4 separate regions of the Mus musculus genome follow, and all the other regions are linked to region 1. The links are chromatin contacts, called in public HiChIP or PLAC-seq and promoter capture Hi-C maps. All regions are on one chromosome and are shown on one strand. The core of a region is the stretch at or near the end of the contact, and the rest is flanking DNA. Distances in the headings are between cores, read along the strand shown.

Region 1 (3,763 bases), core at 494-2,993:
CCCTTACACATAAAATAATAGTAATAATAATAATAAATGTTTAAAAAATAGCTTAACTCAAAGTACTATAAAACAACCATATATCATTGTGAACATATACACACAAAAGTCTAATCTTGCCTACATTTCCAAAAATTTTAAATCACTAAGCACCTGTCATCCTCCCTCAAACTCAAACTCCATTGGTTGGCTTAAAAAAAAAATCTGGCTAAGGGAAAAGATTTTTCACATGATATACCTATTCCTGTCCCAACTCTATTGTTCATAAGACACTTGTTTCCTATGTCAGCATTTCAAAGTTTGGTTTTTCTTTTTCATTTTGTTTCGTTTTCCTTCCTAAATTATCCTTCCATTCTTTCCACCTAAGCAGTTCTTGTAGTAATATTTAGGTGAAATAATAACAGCACAAATGTTATAAAATATTCATTTAAACTTGTATGCAAAACACTGTATTGAAGTGTTGGAGCCGAAAGTACAAGATCCTTGTTCTTACATGATTAGGCTAGTAGTGTTCAGGAAGTCACATGAGTAAACACACAACTACAAAAAGTAGTAAGTGCCTCGAAGGCAAAAGCAGGATTGGGCAGAAAAAGTAAGGAGCTAACTAAAGGGTGTCACTATCCAATGTTCAAAAAGCACTGACCTAAAACCTAGACCTGTTAAAAAGCTAGCATGGTTAAAGGAGAGAAATGACTCCAGATAGAGACACTTCACAGTATCTGGACAGGAACGTAGAGGAGCCCTTGCTCAAGGACAAGGTAGGGTTTTGAGAATGGACAGAATTGGGAGTCCTGCTTGGGGAAATAAAGAGAGACAAACTGCCTCATAATCCATGTTAAGGTGTTTGGGCTTTGTTCTGAAAATAAAAGATTTTTAAATAGTTCCACAGTCAGAATTGAGATTAACGCGTGAGCGAACGAACACACACACACACACAACCCTAAGACATTTATGAAAAAGTTCCTAGAACAGTCTTTAAAACAGTAAATATTATCTCTTTACCAAACTTTAATATTATAAAATCTTGTTATTATTCACGTTAGTGGCAAAACTTTACTATATTGTCTCGAGTATGGCTTCATATCCAGCTAGCTTAAGCAACTTCCCCTGAGTTTGAAAATTCATTACTAGACGAGTCAGGGTTGAAAGCTTAAGTGTTTATGATTCTGAGAGCTCCTTCCCACACCTGCTCAATCAATATTAGGAATTCCAACTTCACACAGCAGCTATGAGGTCAAAAAAAGCATCCAAACACAGAAATACAGACAAGCACTAGTTTGTATCATCTCTGACAGTCAGGAATCAACGGTGTTCCTTTTTTTTTTTTTTTTTTTAACACGCCATACTAACACCAATTCACTCTTTAGGGAGGAAATGCAGTGAAGATCGTCCGTTCTAAGTGCACAAACCCACAATCTCACTCCCGCCCGTGGGCGTGCTTGAGATCAACCCTCCCACTCGGCCGGAGTAGCCGTCCAGCTTGCTCGCGGGCTCTCCGCTGCTACCTTTCCTCTTCTTGGCAAGGGTTGCCTCCACCGGTAAAGGCCCGACCCAGCGCTCTTCATTCTCATCATCATTTTCTTCGCTCCCCGCCACTGCCAGGGCCGGTTCTCGCTCGCTCAGTTCCGTTTTTTCTGATCCCTCTGGGTCTCGGCGCCTTCTCCTCCTCAGCTGCGAATCGCTCCCACTCTCGGTCGCCATGTCGTCCGAGGCGTTAGAAGAGACGCGACGACCGAGTGAACTAGGTTTCCCCGAGCCGCGGCGCAGCTTTTGTCCGTCAGCTGCCGGAAGCGCTTTTTGATTGGCTGCGGTGGGCGCAGCTGGTCCAATCAGCGAGCAGCGCGCGTAAACAGCGCGGCTTGGCTGTGTTGACGAGAGCGCTGAGGAGGCCGGAGGACTGAAGTGAGTTGAAACCGGCTCTGACTGGCAAAGGCCCCAGTTTTCTGTCAAGGAGGATGGCAGCTCGCGGGTTTGGGGGACCCAGGTACCCCCTAGATCGGACGCTTACGCCTTACGAACTGGAGGTCTCGCGCTTCTCGGCCTCTCGGGCCAATGCTGTTCTAGAACCTACCTGTTTTTTCCCGAAAAAGCCGAGGGGCGGGGTTGGAAGGAACTTTTTGTTAAAAAGAATGAAGTAGATTTCTATCAGCTAAACTATATATTGAAATTACTGTAATTTATAAGGTGGCCTCCCATTTAGAATATTCTTTTTGACTTGGAATGTGTATGTATGTGACGCGAGAAATTCACGAAGGGCCTGCGTGTTACGTTCCCGCGTCTCCACCTGCCTGCTCTATGTTTGACGATTAGCATATAGTCTATGAGCCTTTGCTATTTCTGGATCTTTATATTTCTGTATAGGTCTAGAATTTCCTCATCAAGTGCGACAGAGTTTTTGTCGCCTTTAAGATGTTAATTAAGATAAAAGAGGACAATTTGGGGGGAGTTGACATCTTCGCGTTATTGACACCTTTAACCTAGGAGCATGCTACCGTGTTCTGTCTATTCCAACAACAAAGCTGCATCCTGTACCACTTCTCCGTTGGTAATTTACAGGTTAAGCAATTTAAGACTTAAAAATTCCTTATGAGTAAAAAAATACATTGGGGCGGTGTTTATTCTGATTTACATCTGATGTTGTAAACTACAGGTCCTCTCTACATCCTTAAAATTACCTAACTGTACCTCATGATACACTATCATCTTTACAACAGCCATCTAGTAACCTTGCCCTGGATGACTATATTCATTAATATGCTATCTTTTGTTGTTTTAATTGGGCCACTAGTTAGTAATTTAAAGTGGGCTACTATCCAAAGTTGCTTTATATTCTTTGAGTTTTCTTAAAGACAAAAACAAAAAACAAAAAAAACCAACATTCTGTAACCTTTCCCCCTCTCCTCTTAAAATTTTGTTTGTAAACCTTATAGCCTTTATGTGATAAGCTATTTCTCTGAACCCTGACCCCTTCTGAGATAGGATTTTTCTTTTATGTCCTGACTGTCCTTGAAAGGACAGAGATTCGAATGCCTCTGCTTCTGCTTCCCAAGTGCTGGGATTAAAGGCAGGGGTCACACCACCTGGCTGTATCTGCTCTTAAAATTCAAATTCCTTGATACTTCCTCACAGTGGATCACCTTAGGTTCCATTTCACTTAGTTGGAAGAAGTAATTCAAACACACCTTCCACAAGCTCTTACCAATACATCTCCTCACCTACCTGAATTTTGCACTCTTGTTTTTCTACTGACTCTCCTGTTACAATGGAACTTTTTAAAATTTAAATCCATTCTTCATTAGGTGGACACTTAGTTGATTACATATCTGGGCTATTGTGAATGGTGCTATAGTAAACAAGATTGTAAACATCTTTTTAACATGCTAGTTTCCTTTGGATATATATCTAATAGTGGAATTACTGGATCCTGTGGTAGTTCTGTTTCTAATTTTTGCTAACATCCATACTCTTTTTTTTTTTTTAATAATGGCTATATGAAAATATTCCCTCCAACAGGTGCGTGTTCATGTTTCTCTTTTGATAAAAAGGACTTTTTGTTTTTTTAGTCACTCCTACATTCAGCAGATAGTTGTTTAATGCATGTGTCTTTTTTTTTTTTTTTTAACGTTAGTAGTTGCAGTAAGGTGAAGAAAACTATAAAGGATATGTCAGAGAATAAACAAGAAGTACATCCAGATACTATTACAGATGTGGAAGCTGTTATAGATACAGAGGAAGAACTTATTAAAGAATGTGAAGAAATGTG
Region 2 (3,763 bases), core at 543-3,042, 680 kb after region 1:
AACCATACAAACCTGTCAGAAAGTTTAAGCCATGATTCAATTGCCAGAGAATCAATGTATTAGAGATCATTTTCTATATAATTTTTTATGGTCTGGTATGAAATTTTTTCCCCTCCCAATAATTTCAATTTTTTTTCTCTGTAAAATCTTTTGACAGAACAATTTGGACAAATACGATTGTTTTAATCTTCCATTCCCTGGATAGTCCTCTGTCTCATCCTGCCCCACTGTCTTCATCCTGGTTACACAGATCCTAACTGGCCTTTCCATTTCCCATCTTCATCCTGGCCTTTTCATTTCCCAGCTTAATTCCCTTGGGTTCGTTCACTAGAAAGAACTTGAAAACGAGAGCAACTTGGTTCCCTGAAAAAAGCCATGGTAATCCTTTATGAGAACAAACCAGTCAGGCAACACCACTTAAAAGCAATGCTTTGTCAAGGTTACAGGAAACCTCCCTTCTGGAACCTTCTGGTGCATTCACAGATCCAGAGAAAGAGTGTGTGAAGGCAACGAGACTGAGGGCCACCAACCATGGCTGTCAGGCAGAGCTCTATTTCTCACTGTGAAGAAGTGAACTGTAAATTCTTGGGTTCATTTGACTCCTCTGAATTTTAACGACGAAGATTTTGTCTTTCATTCCTTTATAAAAACAGTGTCCGGGACCTTCTAGGTTGTGGGATCAAACTCAGCATATTCTCGACTACCATGGTGTCAGTTCTTGGAGTCAACATGCCACAACTAAATAAGATGGTGAAATCCCACACAAATCCTTCCCAGACTTTCTCATTATGTCTGCTCCAACTGCCTTTCTTCTCGTAGCACTCCCTTAGGAGCTCAGCCCTGTGGTCCAGGCAAACTCAGTCAACCTAGCTCCACATTTCCCTTCTCCTGGATTTCAGCTGACAGTGGTCTATTTGCTCTTTCTCACCCTTGCAACCTGTCAGTCCCTGCTACCTGACCCAGTTAATTCAATTTAAGTGTGATCTCATCTGGTTTTCCTCTTTCCTTTCCCAGCCACAAATGAGTCACTGCTCCTGCACAATACTTGGTTGATGCCACCCCTGTCTGCTCTCTCAGTCCAGGATGCTCTGCGTGTCCTTCCCACTTCCGTTTATATTTCATTCTGGTTTTAACTTAAGCCATTTCCTTAGGGAGGCCTTTTCTAACTCCCAAGTGTATTTTCCAACAACACTCTGACTACCATGAGAACGGTCATCACAATTCCTCTGGTGGAGTCTGCTCTCCAGTGTTCTTTGTGCTTCATGAATGTGAGGGCAAGTCTCCTTTATTTATCTCTTAATATTTAGGTACTGTATTGCAGAATGGCGCATAGCAGATGCAAAAAAAAAAAAAATCTGTCTTCCAAGTGGTGTTGAACAAACTCAGTTTTAATGAAACATATGTTATTATGTTCCTACCATGTCCCAAGCAGGGCTGTAAACATATGTTATTATGCTCCTACCATGTCCCAAGCAGGGTTGTAGGTGCTCAGGACATATCAGTGCACAAAGAATATGGGGATCCCAGGGCTGGTGGGGGTAGCTCAGTTGGTAGAGTATATCTCTACTATTCAAGAAGCACTGGGCTATATCCTCATCATTACATAGACCTAGGTGTGGAAGTGTACCCTGTAATCCCAGTCTGTGGGAGGTGATGGCAAGAGAAGCAGATATTTAAGGTTATTCCTGCCAATTCATCCTTGGAGCCTGGAACCAGCTGCAGGTGATGATGTGCAGAATAGGGCGTAATCTCCAGAATAGCTCCAGGGCCTCTCAGCAGGTAGCAGTATCTTGAAGAGGAACAGCCAAGGTGGCAGAACATTAGAGTGATCTAGGGAGGAAGGCTCCACCCTAGATAATCTCCTTAGTGGCAGCAAGGTCAGGTTCTGGCTTAGCCTGTTTCAGGTTTTTGGGAGGCTACATCTCCTCCCTGTTATTAATATTAATAAAAAGCTGGACTGAGGTATAAAATTTATTTATGCTCCATAGTCCTGCCTGGGAATTATGGTGGCTGGCGGCCGTGCCTGCCTTAGGATCTCAGATCCTCTCGAACCATCCAATTCCGTTATCAGAAGTTACATGCAGTGAGTTTGTGTTATAATTCACACAAACATGGCTCTATGGTGTAATATCAACGGCCACTGCCTTTTGGCATGTACCCCTGTCTTAGATTGGTATGATCTGGGATCTGGTTGCCTGTCATTGGCTAACTGGCCCTCATAGCGCACCTTATTCCCAAATCAGACCAAAGGGACAAGACAATATGTACTTAGAATTCTTGATGAAAATTAATAACTGCCACCTGCAAGCTGTTGGGGGCGGGGATGCACACCTGCTGCAGTCAGGCTGAAGGGCGTTGACTGACCTGCTTGAAAACAAAGTCTAGACAGTGAAAGGCACACTACAAAAGCTTCTTTTGGGGAAGTCCAGATACTCCATTCATTTGCAAATTAGCAACGATCAGGCTAGACCTAGAGCTCCGGGTGTGGAGGAGGTGACTTTGAGAATTGCAGAAAGGCTTACAGCTTCCCTGGGAGTGGAGGCTGTGCTTTAATTTAATTTTTTGGCTAAAGAGGATTTTTAGCCATAATCAAGGTTAGAGTCATACTTGCTAGAAGATTCAGGATCTGTGTCTAGTTGACGAACTAATCTCTCAGGCAGCCATTGAGCTCCATCTTCTTTTTGTGAAAAAACACAGACTGAGCCCCTTCCCCAGATTAGAAGAAAAGAAGGAGAAGAAGCCAAGGAGGAGGAGGAGGAGGAGGAGGAGGAGGAGGAGGAGGAGGAGGACGAAGAAGAAGAAGAAGAAGAAGAAGAAGAAGAAGAAGAAGAAGAAGCAGCAGCAGCAGCAGCAGCAGCAGCAGCGGAGCATTGGATGGTTCTGAAATCAGTTTTATAGGAGAGGCAGAAGTAAGAGCCTGTGCCCAGTGGTTTAGGAGAAAAGGAGAAACATGCAGGATTAATGAATGCATGAAACCCTATCACCTCCATCTCCTCCTCCCATCTGCTGTCGTCATTATATCAATATCTTCCCTGTGTCTTCTACATTAGGTAGGTCTGGAAGACAGGACAAGGCTGTGTCTTTAAAACTGCGTAGCTGGCGTAGGTACATAGCTTATACTCAATAAATGTTGGTTGAATGACAACAAATATTAAATGAACATAGTCTTGGGGAAAGCTATTGTTACTTATCTTACTTACCATCCTATTCTACTGTTACTTATCTATTTGATGCCCTCAATTATTTTCCAATAATGACCATACCTCACCCACCCACCTCTACCACTGTGGCCTCTAACTGCCCAGCCCGCCCTTCCTTCTCTTCTGATCTCACCTGCTTGTCAGTGTGCCCATATTAAGTCTGTCCCCTAGGAAGGTGAAGGAAGTACAGGATAGCTAGGGTTGTTCGAGAACCCCACATCGGGAGCCTATTATTGAATTGCAGTCCTCATGGGTGAAAGTCACTAAAGACATTCTGATACTCAGTATGCAGGGCAGAGAAGCCAGGTTTCCTGGTACAGCTGAAGGAACTTGAAATAGGAAAATATGCTGTTTTCTTCATTTAACCTGAATTGTAAATGTCCAACAAGAGTATTTTTTTTATCTTTCAAAAGGTAAATATTTTAATTATTTCATCCTGGAAAGCAGACATTTATTTCTCAAGCTGCAAATCAATATACATGGAAAATATCACTTGACAAAAAGCCCACTCATTCCACAAATTTACTATATTTTTCCTAAAATACTGGAATAGTAACAGTTAA
Region 3 (3,763 bases), core at 517-3,016, 640 kb after region 1:
GGCCCTTTCTGCTTGTCACTGTGGCATCTAGAGATCTGAAGATCTTGGGCACCATTTTCAATAGAGTTTGATTTGGGCATTGCCAGGCTCAGTTGGCACTAATTCTACCCTCATCAACACTTTCAAGCACTCACAGATGAATGACTGTCTGAGCGTGTCTAGAAAAGCCCAGATAACAGGACAGTCCATCACTTTCTTCCCCCAAATAATCTATTGAGGACAAAATAAGTTGACATAATGTTCTGCCAACTTTGTCCTACTTTGTTTGCTATTGATCTGACATGTGTGTCTAGTTCTCGATTGTAATGAGAAAGTGATGTGATAGTAACTCATGCTAGCTAATTCTCTCTCTCCCTGCCTCCCCCTCCTCTACACACACACACACACTCTCTCTCTCTCTCTCTCTCTCTCTCTCTCTCTCTCTCTCTCACACACACACACACACACACACCCTCACACACGCTCACACACACAATTTATGTTAGGAGTTTAAGTTCTTTCCTATAATATTAAGATTCCATTCATTCTGTACACAAAAGAAAAGAATCAAATTTAAAGTTTCTAAGTTTGCAGTCTTCTAGAGGGAGCATTTCAATGTGAAAACAAGCATAAAGTCTGAACAGAAATAAGCGGGGGGTGGGGGTGGGGGTACAATGTAGGAAAAAGAATCAAGAAAGGCTTGTCTTTGAAAAGTGACCAGACGTCAAGCCATGGTCAAATGGTTCAGGTGCGAGGGAAGGGTGTCTAGAAAGGACACACTGTGTGTAAGCAGAGTAACTCAAGCTCTTCCTTCCGTGCTCGACCCTTCAGTCTGGTTGTGCAGTGTCAGTGTCCGAACCGCTGAGAAGAGCAAGTTGTAAAGCCTAGTTGTATGTAGCACCTACTCAAGCCAACACACAAACACACACACACACACACACAGAGAGAGAGAGAGGGAGAGAGAGAGAGAGAGAGAGAGAGAGAGAGAGAGAGACCCCAGCTGCCCAGTGACTCTAAGTACTCCATTGGTCCAATACCTCAACCTGGGTTCCAAAGAAGCGTCCTTTCCATTCAAATGTACCATATCAACAAATACCTGAAGAGGAATTAAAACCTCCAGTCTTGTTAGTAGAGTTTCCAGCTCATCTCACAAGCAGTGGTCCCTGGGGTAGCCTGGGATATATACAGGGTTCTCATTTGTCTCCAGGGTTCTCTGCAGAAACCATTCAGAAATCTGGCGCCTTGGCACGAGGACCTGAACCCAGCCGGAGCTAGACTTCCCTGATTCCAGCTTTGTGTCTTTCACTGGTCACTTTCCCGGGTCTAGAAGGAGGTTGCCCTGCCCAGCCCTGCCCAGCCCTGCCCTGCCCTGCCCTGCCCTGCCCTGCCCTGCCCTGCCCTGCCTTGCCCTGCCCACCTGAGGCTCCACATGTAGCTGTGCTTGTAGGGGAAGTAGCTGCCCGGCTCGCTGCAGCAGTACTTGAGGTCTGCGAAGCCGCAGCAATAGAGCAGCGCGGCCCCATCGCCGCGCTGCGGGCACTGGAAAGGCTCCACGAAGCTGCGGTTGAGGCTGTAGTAGCCCGAGCACAGGCGGCTGCTCTGGCTCATCGCCGGCGGCCGTGCTCAGGATCCCGAGGTGCGTGCGATGTGTGCTCGGACTGCGCTCGTCCCAAGCCCAGGCAACCCTGGGCGCCTCCTGCGATTTGGGGTCCAAGTGCCTGGCACTCAGCCTCTGAGCCCTCTCCGCTCTACCTCCCGCTGTCCACGAGGTGCCGGAGCTCTCTGCTCTCACCGCTGGGTCTGGTCTCTGAGTGGTCCCTTTCTCTGATGGCCCAGCCCTCTGCCTCTTCTCCCTCTCCGGAACTCCGACTGTTTTCTTTGCTCTCTACGGACTCCCTTCCAGTTTCATTCTCTTCATCACAACCTGTAGCAGTCTTCACATCAGAAGGATCTCTGTAGAGGGAACAGCAGAGGTGGGCTTGGGTGCAGTTTACACAGGTACAGCCAAAGTGTCATGGCACTTTGTTTGCCCAGTGACATGGCAAATGGGGTCTGGCTTGCAAAGGCTTTACCTGGGTGGACTACTAATCCAGGTTGGGGAGCAGGCTAGTAAAAGGGCCTCTGATTAGCTTTAGTGAGAGTACAGGGTGTTCAAAGTCAGGTAACAACATTCTCTTAGAAAAATTAACTGTGGGTGTTTTAAAAAAACATACAGTGGCACCCCCATGTTCACCTAAACTACATGGAAAAGGGAGGAAAGGCAAGAGATGGTGGAAAAGAAAGTGAGAAGCTTCCAGAAAGTGAAGCAGAAAGGGGAAGACTTTCGGTCACTTCTGAAGTGCAGAAACCACTTTTTCCGTTGATTCTCATTTTCCTAAGCGATTTGTCCAGTCTTTTGAAATAACATTAGCGATGTGTCCTTGTTGTAGCAAGTCAAACAATACTGCGGGGGGGGGGGGGAGGATAAGAACAAAAATAACAATAGCTTTCACTGGAAGCTAGTGCCTGCAGAATTTCCAGGGCAGAGCACTGTTCATTTTCTTTTCTTTTTTTTTTTCTTTCCATTTTTTATTAGGTATTTAGCTCATTTACATTTCCAATGCTATACCAAAAGTCCCCCATACCCACCTGTTCATTTTCAAATTCTGCTTCCTTCCTTTGGCCAGGGGCTTGATTGGAAGGCAGACATCATGAACTTGTGTGCTGGATATTTTTCTAGTCTTATAAATATTTCCCAGCCATGCTCTGGGACACAGCTACTTGGAAGCAGTTTGATTCTTTCCAATTTGTTTTTAAACCTTGTTAGGCGGGGCCAGCATGGGCCTGGGGACTACATTTTTCCCTACAGAAACCAATGCTTTCTGAATATTCTACTCCATGCATTCAGAATCGCAGTTTACCAGTGGCAGCAGACCCCACCACCTCCAGATCTGTCGGAACTTTTTACTTGATCTTAGCCAAAAAGCGTAGAAGCAGGAACTTTAAAGACCATTCTCTCTACTCTTTTCAATGTTTCTTTCCCCAGCCTCAGACAGCTTCCTCCCCTATGTATACAGATCAGTACTAAGCTGAACATTCTTGTACCTTCGAAGCTAGACTATAGGTCATTTGTCCTCTCACCCAATTCTCTCCTCTCTGGAACCATGTTCTGATACCCCCCATGGCTTCCTGGATTCTCAGCGTCACATTCTCAACTCAGAACCAACCAGACTCCACCTGAATCTCACCCATGCTGCTCAGCAGCTACATTTGTCACAGGGCGGAGGAGGGTGGGTAGGAGGAGCCTCACAAGGCTTCCTTCACCTGTTTCCACTTAGACGCCACATCCTGCAGTGCGCCATATCTACGGCCAGGACCCATTGTGTCGTGGGTTTTGTTTCTTTTTTTTTGTCTAGAGCTGGGAATTCAATCTGGTTTCTAGCATTCCACAGACTCAGCCAGAGATTGGACCCAATTTAGTTAGGTCTGGGCTTGGTCTCTCTCATAGGAATACAATTCTATCACATGCACAGGAAGGCAAAAGAAAGTAGTGGGCAAAAAAAGAGAAAAATGAGGCAGAGAGGAGTAACAAACAAGGGTTTGACTAAATGTTGAGGGCTTTGTGGATTTTTGTTTGAGCTCTTTCTTGCACCTTCATTCTTTTGAGATCCCTGAACTCAAGAGCAAATGTCCCTTTCCAGTAAATGTGCCTTTAAATAATTTTATTTTCGAGACTGGATTCAGTGGGCCTTGAACTTACTATGTTGTCAAAGGTAACCTCGGCCTTCTGATAACTCCTGTCTTC
Region 4 (3,763 bases), core at 562-3,061, 530 kb after region 1:
GAAAATAAATCTAAAGGCGTACAAAATGTGTATTCTCATATTTATACATAACCTACCCAAAACCCTATACAATGTTAGAAAAAGATGATAAAACCAATCTGATCACTTTTATTGAATAAGCTTGCTAGCCATGAGTAATGGGTCAAACACATAACAATACTAATTGCCCAGACACTCTTGCTTAGCTACATGAATGTATCCAGAAACCTCTAAGGAGACTGTTATATCAGTAATTTTGTTGTTGTTGCTATTACTTTATTTTATTTTTAAAGGATTGCTCATTTTTTTAAAGAAATGATACCCCAAACATTAAAAAAAAAATTGCCTCCTCAGCTAAATAGTATTAAAATTTCAACCTTAAAAAAATTCTAAAGGAAAATAGTTTGTAAGCTAATGAGTACCCCAGCTATCATATGTTGGAAGAAGTTTAGCACAATTCCACATTACAGTAAGTGATAAAACTGTATATAAGAAAGACTGCTATCAGGCGAGGTTTCTGTTCTCTTTTTTAAATGGAAACTACAACAGCAAAGTATATTTTTTTAGCCTGAAATACTTGGCTACAAAGACAAACCATTCTGCTATTAATAGCAGTATGTGTTGTGTGCATGTATATGTATGTGGGTGTGGAGATTGGAGGTTGACATCTACAGTCTTCCTTGAGTGTTCTCCAATTTATATATTGAGGCAGGGCTCTTGAATTAACCCAGAGCTCATTCAATATCTCACTAGCCAACTTCTGGGGATCCGAGTTTTGAGATTCCCAAGTACTGGGATTGCAGGAGAGTCATTACACCCATCACATACTTTCATGGGTGCTGACTACCCAAGTTCTGAGATTCACATGTATTTGCCAAGGGCTTTTTACTCATTGAGCCTTCTCTTTTGCCCCAATACAAATTATTAAGTATGGTAAATTCATTAATAATTTTTCTGTGTTATCCATTAAAAGGAATTTAAATCTTAATTAGTTTGAAGATCAAATTTGACACTTTGGTAGCCAAAGTAAGCAGTGAGGTCACGTTGTAAACATTTCACTGGACACATGGTTCTATTAAAAAGGCTGGAGAGACGGCTCAGCAGGTAAAAGGCACTCACCGCCAAGCCAGCCAACCTGAGCTCAGTCCCCAGGAGCCACATAGTGCAAGGAGACCTGAGTCTGGCCTCTGTGTGTGTGTGTGTGTATGTGTGTGTGCATGTGTGTTTACACCTGCACACGTGAAACCAGGGTAATTAAGTAGGCTATTCAAGAATGTATCATTTCTAAATCCTAATCTCAAGAAACAAAACTACAATTAAATTTGATAGTGGTCACAGTATTGTCATTTTATACGAAGTGCCCACCCTCTGCTATATTTACTATTATTAAAAAATACATTCATAAGCCTTAAAAGCTGAACTTGCTAAATGACAATGGAGTGAGCACTCATTTTTGAACCATCCTCATTGGGACTGGAAAAGGCCTGAGATTGAATGTCTTGAAGCACAGTTACACACACCCACAAATGGCCTACTGCAGACATGAATGTTTGTTTGTAACACTGGGTGGGGATGAAGTGGCAAGCATAAAGGGCACCCTTTCAAAAGCTCTCCCAGTATATGGAAACTCTTACTTTCTCGTTTATATAAACGGTCCTGTAACTCAGATAAATACAAGTCTTCTGAAATAGAAACATCACAGAAGCCTTACTAAACTTAGCGTTGTTCTCCATGATGGGCTCCACCTTCAGCAAACAAATCTAAAGGTACTGAAAAGGAAGCGGTCTTTATATCACCAGATTCAGGAATGACGACTCAAGAGCTGTTACTGACAATACTGTTCCTCTGTTGGGTGACTTACACAATATGATGTATTGTCTCCCTCCAGACAGAGCTGTGAACCACAAACTTTTGTCAAAGGTTGTACTAACTCACATCAAATTAGGCTTGATGTGAATGGGCCAACTTCCTCTAACCACACACTAACTTAGGAACATGATTTGCTTCTTTTCTCTTTTTTAAAGGTCATATGCCTGGGACCTCTACAAACAGTACTATTATTAAAGGGAAAATTCTACTTGGTTCCAAGAATGGCAAAAACATCTTCACAGAGGAAACTGTTGATTAGCAATTGAATGAAAGTAAAAACATAACTGTAAAGTAGGGCCTAAAAATAGGATACAGAGCTCACAGAACTACAGGCAGGCAGTGCTGTTTGTACCGAATGCCTTGAGACTCACCTCTCCCTTTTCCCTTCCATTGTCTCCTAGAGCCACTAAAGAGCATCAGGTTACATCAAGAAGCTTGAGAAGAAAGCCTCCGTAGAATAAACTTACCTGTAAGCTATTAGCAGAAGTTCACTAAGTGATACAACGCCTGTTCTTTAATGAATGTTGTAAGGAAAATACAGTGCAGTCTCGTGGCTTTAATGAACTATCTGCTTATTTGAATACAAAATTCACATATTTGTAGAACTGGGTGTGTCGTATAACTTATATGGTAGCTTGTAGCTTCTTCAGATTTTTACTTAGCCGAGCATTGTGGCTTATTCCTCTAATACCAGAATGTTAGCGACTCAGGCAGAAGTAATGCCAAGAGCAAAAGGCCAGCCTGGGCTACGACACAGGAAGAGCTATCAAGTGAGGGCTTTCCTTAAAATGCCATTCCACCCACCTCTGAATATCTTTCCTGTACTATGTGAGATGTCTATTTTATCACCAAAATTAGCCAAATAAGCTTTAAATCTCATTTGGTTTTTATTATCCACATATCAGAAGTGTCAAGAAACAAGTTCAAAAAACACATGAGCACAAAAACAGCATAAATAGTACCATAAAATCTTTATCTTTTTTCTTTATTCAAGAATAAAATAGGGGCTAGAGGGATGGCTCAGTGTTTAAGAGCCCTGTACTATTATTGTGATTTTGCCGGGGGTGAGAGTCAAATTCTCATCACCCAGATCACACACTTTACAGCCTCTTATAACTCTTGCTCTAGAGGATATGAAGCCTCTGACCTCCACAGGCACCCAACCAAAGATACAAACACTTAAAAAAAAAGAAAAAGAGGAGGAGGAGGAGAAGGATGGGGAGGAAGAGGAGGAGGAGGAGAAGGATGGGGAGGAAGAGGAGGAGAGAAGAAGGAGGTGGAGGAGGAGGGGGTTCATAAAAATCAGAAAAATGGCTTATAAAATAAAGCCATAGAAGTTGATCAATTTATAACCCTAAAGAAGTTTACAGAAAAAAAAAAAAAACTACTGAAAGATATGGGATATTCCAATGATGAATAATTTGTTATAACAAATATCTAACCATTAGTTGTGGCAAACTATTTCCTTTCACAGAAATGAATGCACATTATCTATATTTAGTAAGATAACATCATAGAGCAATATAGCTATTTCCACTGCTAATTTACATAATGAAAAGTAAAAACCTTTGCTGTTTCCACACCCTGAGCCAAGGTATATAATTATCTTTGCCAAATGTTCAGCAATCTACAGAGTTTGAGTGCCTGAGACATCATGAGTAGCCAGGACTACATCTGTTTTACGGACATTTATTTAAGAAGGGAGAACTCTGACCTAGTCTATAATTCTGTATGAGTGTGGTTTAGACTTTTATTTTAAATAGAAAAAAATGGCAATTTGTTCAGGAATTTTTTGGAAACTAAAATTTACAACTAGAATATTTAAATAGTACTATATATATACAAAGCTAGTACATCAAAAAACAGTGAAAAATTTAGGGAGAAATATTCCATTGTTGGTAGTTTAGTATAGTTC

What was found. Promoter capture Hi-C pulls out the DNA fragments that hold promoters and counts their contacts. HiChIP or PLAC-seq counts read pairs in DNA pulled down with a chosen protein or histone mark.
Region 2: a promoter capture Hi-C map of embryonic stem cells shows a contact between it and region 1, with 2.6 times the contacts expected there. The contact joins the enhancer-like site here to the promoter of Ppwd1 in region 1. A contact is called at or near these places in 5 of 39 promoter capture datasets (cranial neural crest, embryonic stem cells, frontonasal cranial neural crest and 2 more) and 5 of 115 datasets of contacts at active chromatin or transcription factors (astrocytes, embryonic limb bud, embryonic stem cells and 1 more).
Region 3: a contact with region 1 is called in an H3K27ac HiChIP or PLAC-seq map of double positive thymocytes, with 2.9 times the contacts expected there. The contact joins the promoter of Shisal2b here to the promoter of Ppwd1 in region 1. A contact is called at or near these places in 7 of 39 promoter capture datasets (the 3T3-L1 cell line, the C10 cell line, cranial neural crest and 4 more), 7 of 115 datasets of contacts at active chromatin or transcription factors (the 230-238 cell line, the NIH/3T3 cell line, the SCID.adh cell line and 4 more) and 2 of 9 other capture datasets (adipose tissue and embryonic stem cells).
Region 4: an H3K4me3 HiChIP or PLAC-seq map of the 230-238 cell line shows a contact between it and region 1, with 15 read pairs. The contact joins the enhancer-like site here to the promoter of Ppwd1 in region 1. A contact is called at or near these places in 14 of 39 promoter capture datasets (the C10 cell line, the HPC-7 cell line, cranial neural crest and 10 more), 13 of 115 datasets of contacts at active chromatin or transcription factors (the 230-238 cell line, the NIH/3T3 cell line, the SCID.adh cell line and 7 more) and 3 of 9 other capture datasets (adipose tissue, embryonic stem cells and macrophages).

The regions. Positions count from the first base shown.
Region 1 is chr13:104,227,101-104,230,863 of GRCm38.p6, forward strand. Ppwd1 (peptidylprolyl isomerase domain and WD repeat containing 1) reads right to left here and starts at 1,744. Exons shown (of 11, transcript NM_172807.4): 1 at 1,506-1,744. The coding sequence starts at 1,701. Cenpk (centromere protein K) reads left to right here and starts at 1,866. Exons shown (of 10, transcript NM_001377093.1): 1 at 1,866-1,902; 2 at 3,629-3,763. The coding sequence starts at 3,663.
Region 2 is chr13:104,909,414-104,913,176 of GRCm38.p6, forward strand. No RefSeq gene overlaps it. Among named protein-coding and RNA genes, the nearest start is that of Gm41048, 3.5 kb to the right of the region's middle. Within about 2 kb of position 1,793, at least 9 of the 459 cell types and tissues checked have an H3K27ac peak or open chromatin away from gene starts, as enhancers often do. A contact at or near this core is called in embryonic stem cells, where this site is marked.
Region 3 is chr13:104,862,127-104,865,889 of GRCm38.p6, forward strand. Shisal2b (shisa like 2B) reads right to left here and starts at 1,767. Exons shown (of 3, transcript NM_029984.1): 1 at 1,397-1,767. The coding sequence starts at 1,587.
Region 4 is chr13:104,761,495-104,765,257 of GRCm38.p6, forward strand. All of the region lies in intron 10 of Cwc27 (CWC27 spliceosome-associated protein), which reads right to left. Among named protein-coding and RNA genes, the nearest start is that of Cwc27, 54 kb to the right of the region's middle. Within about 2 kb of position 1,812, at least 15 of the 459 cell types and tissues checked have an H3K27ac peak or open chromatin away from gene starts, as enhancers often do. A contact at or near this core is called in the 230-238 cell line, where this site is marked.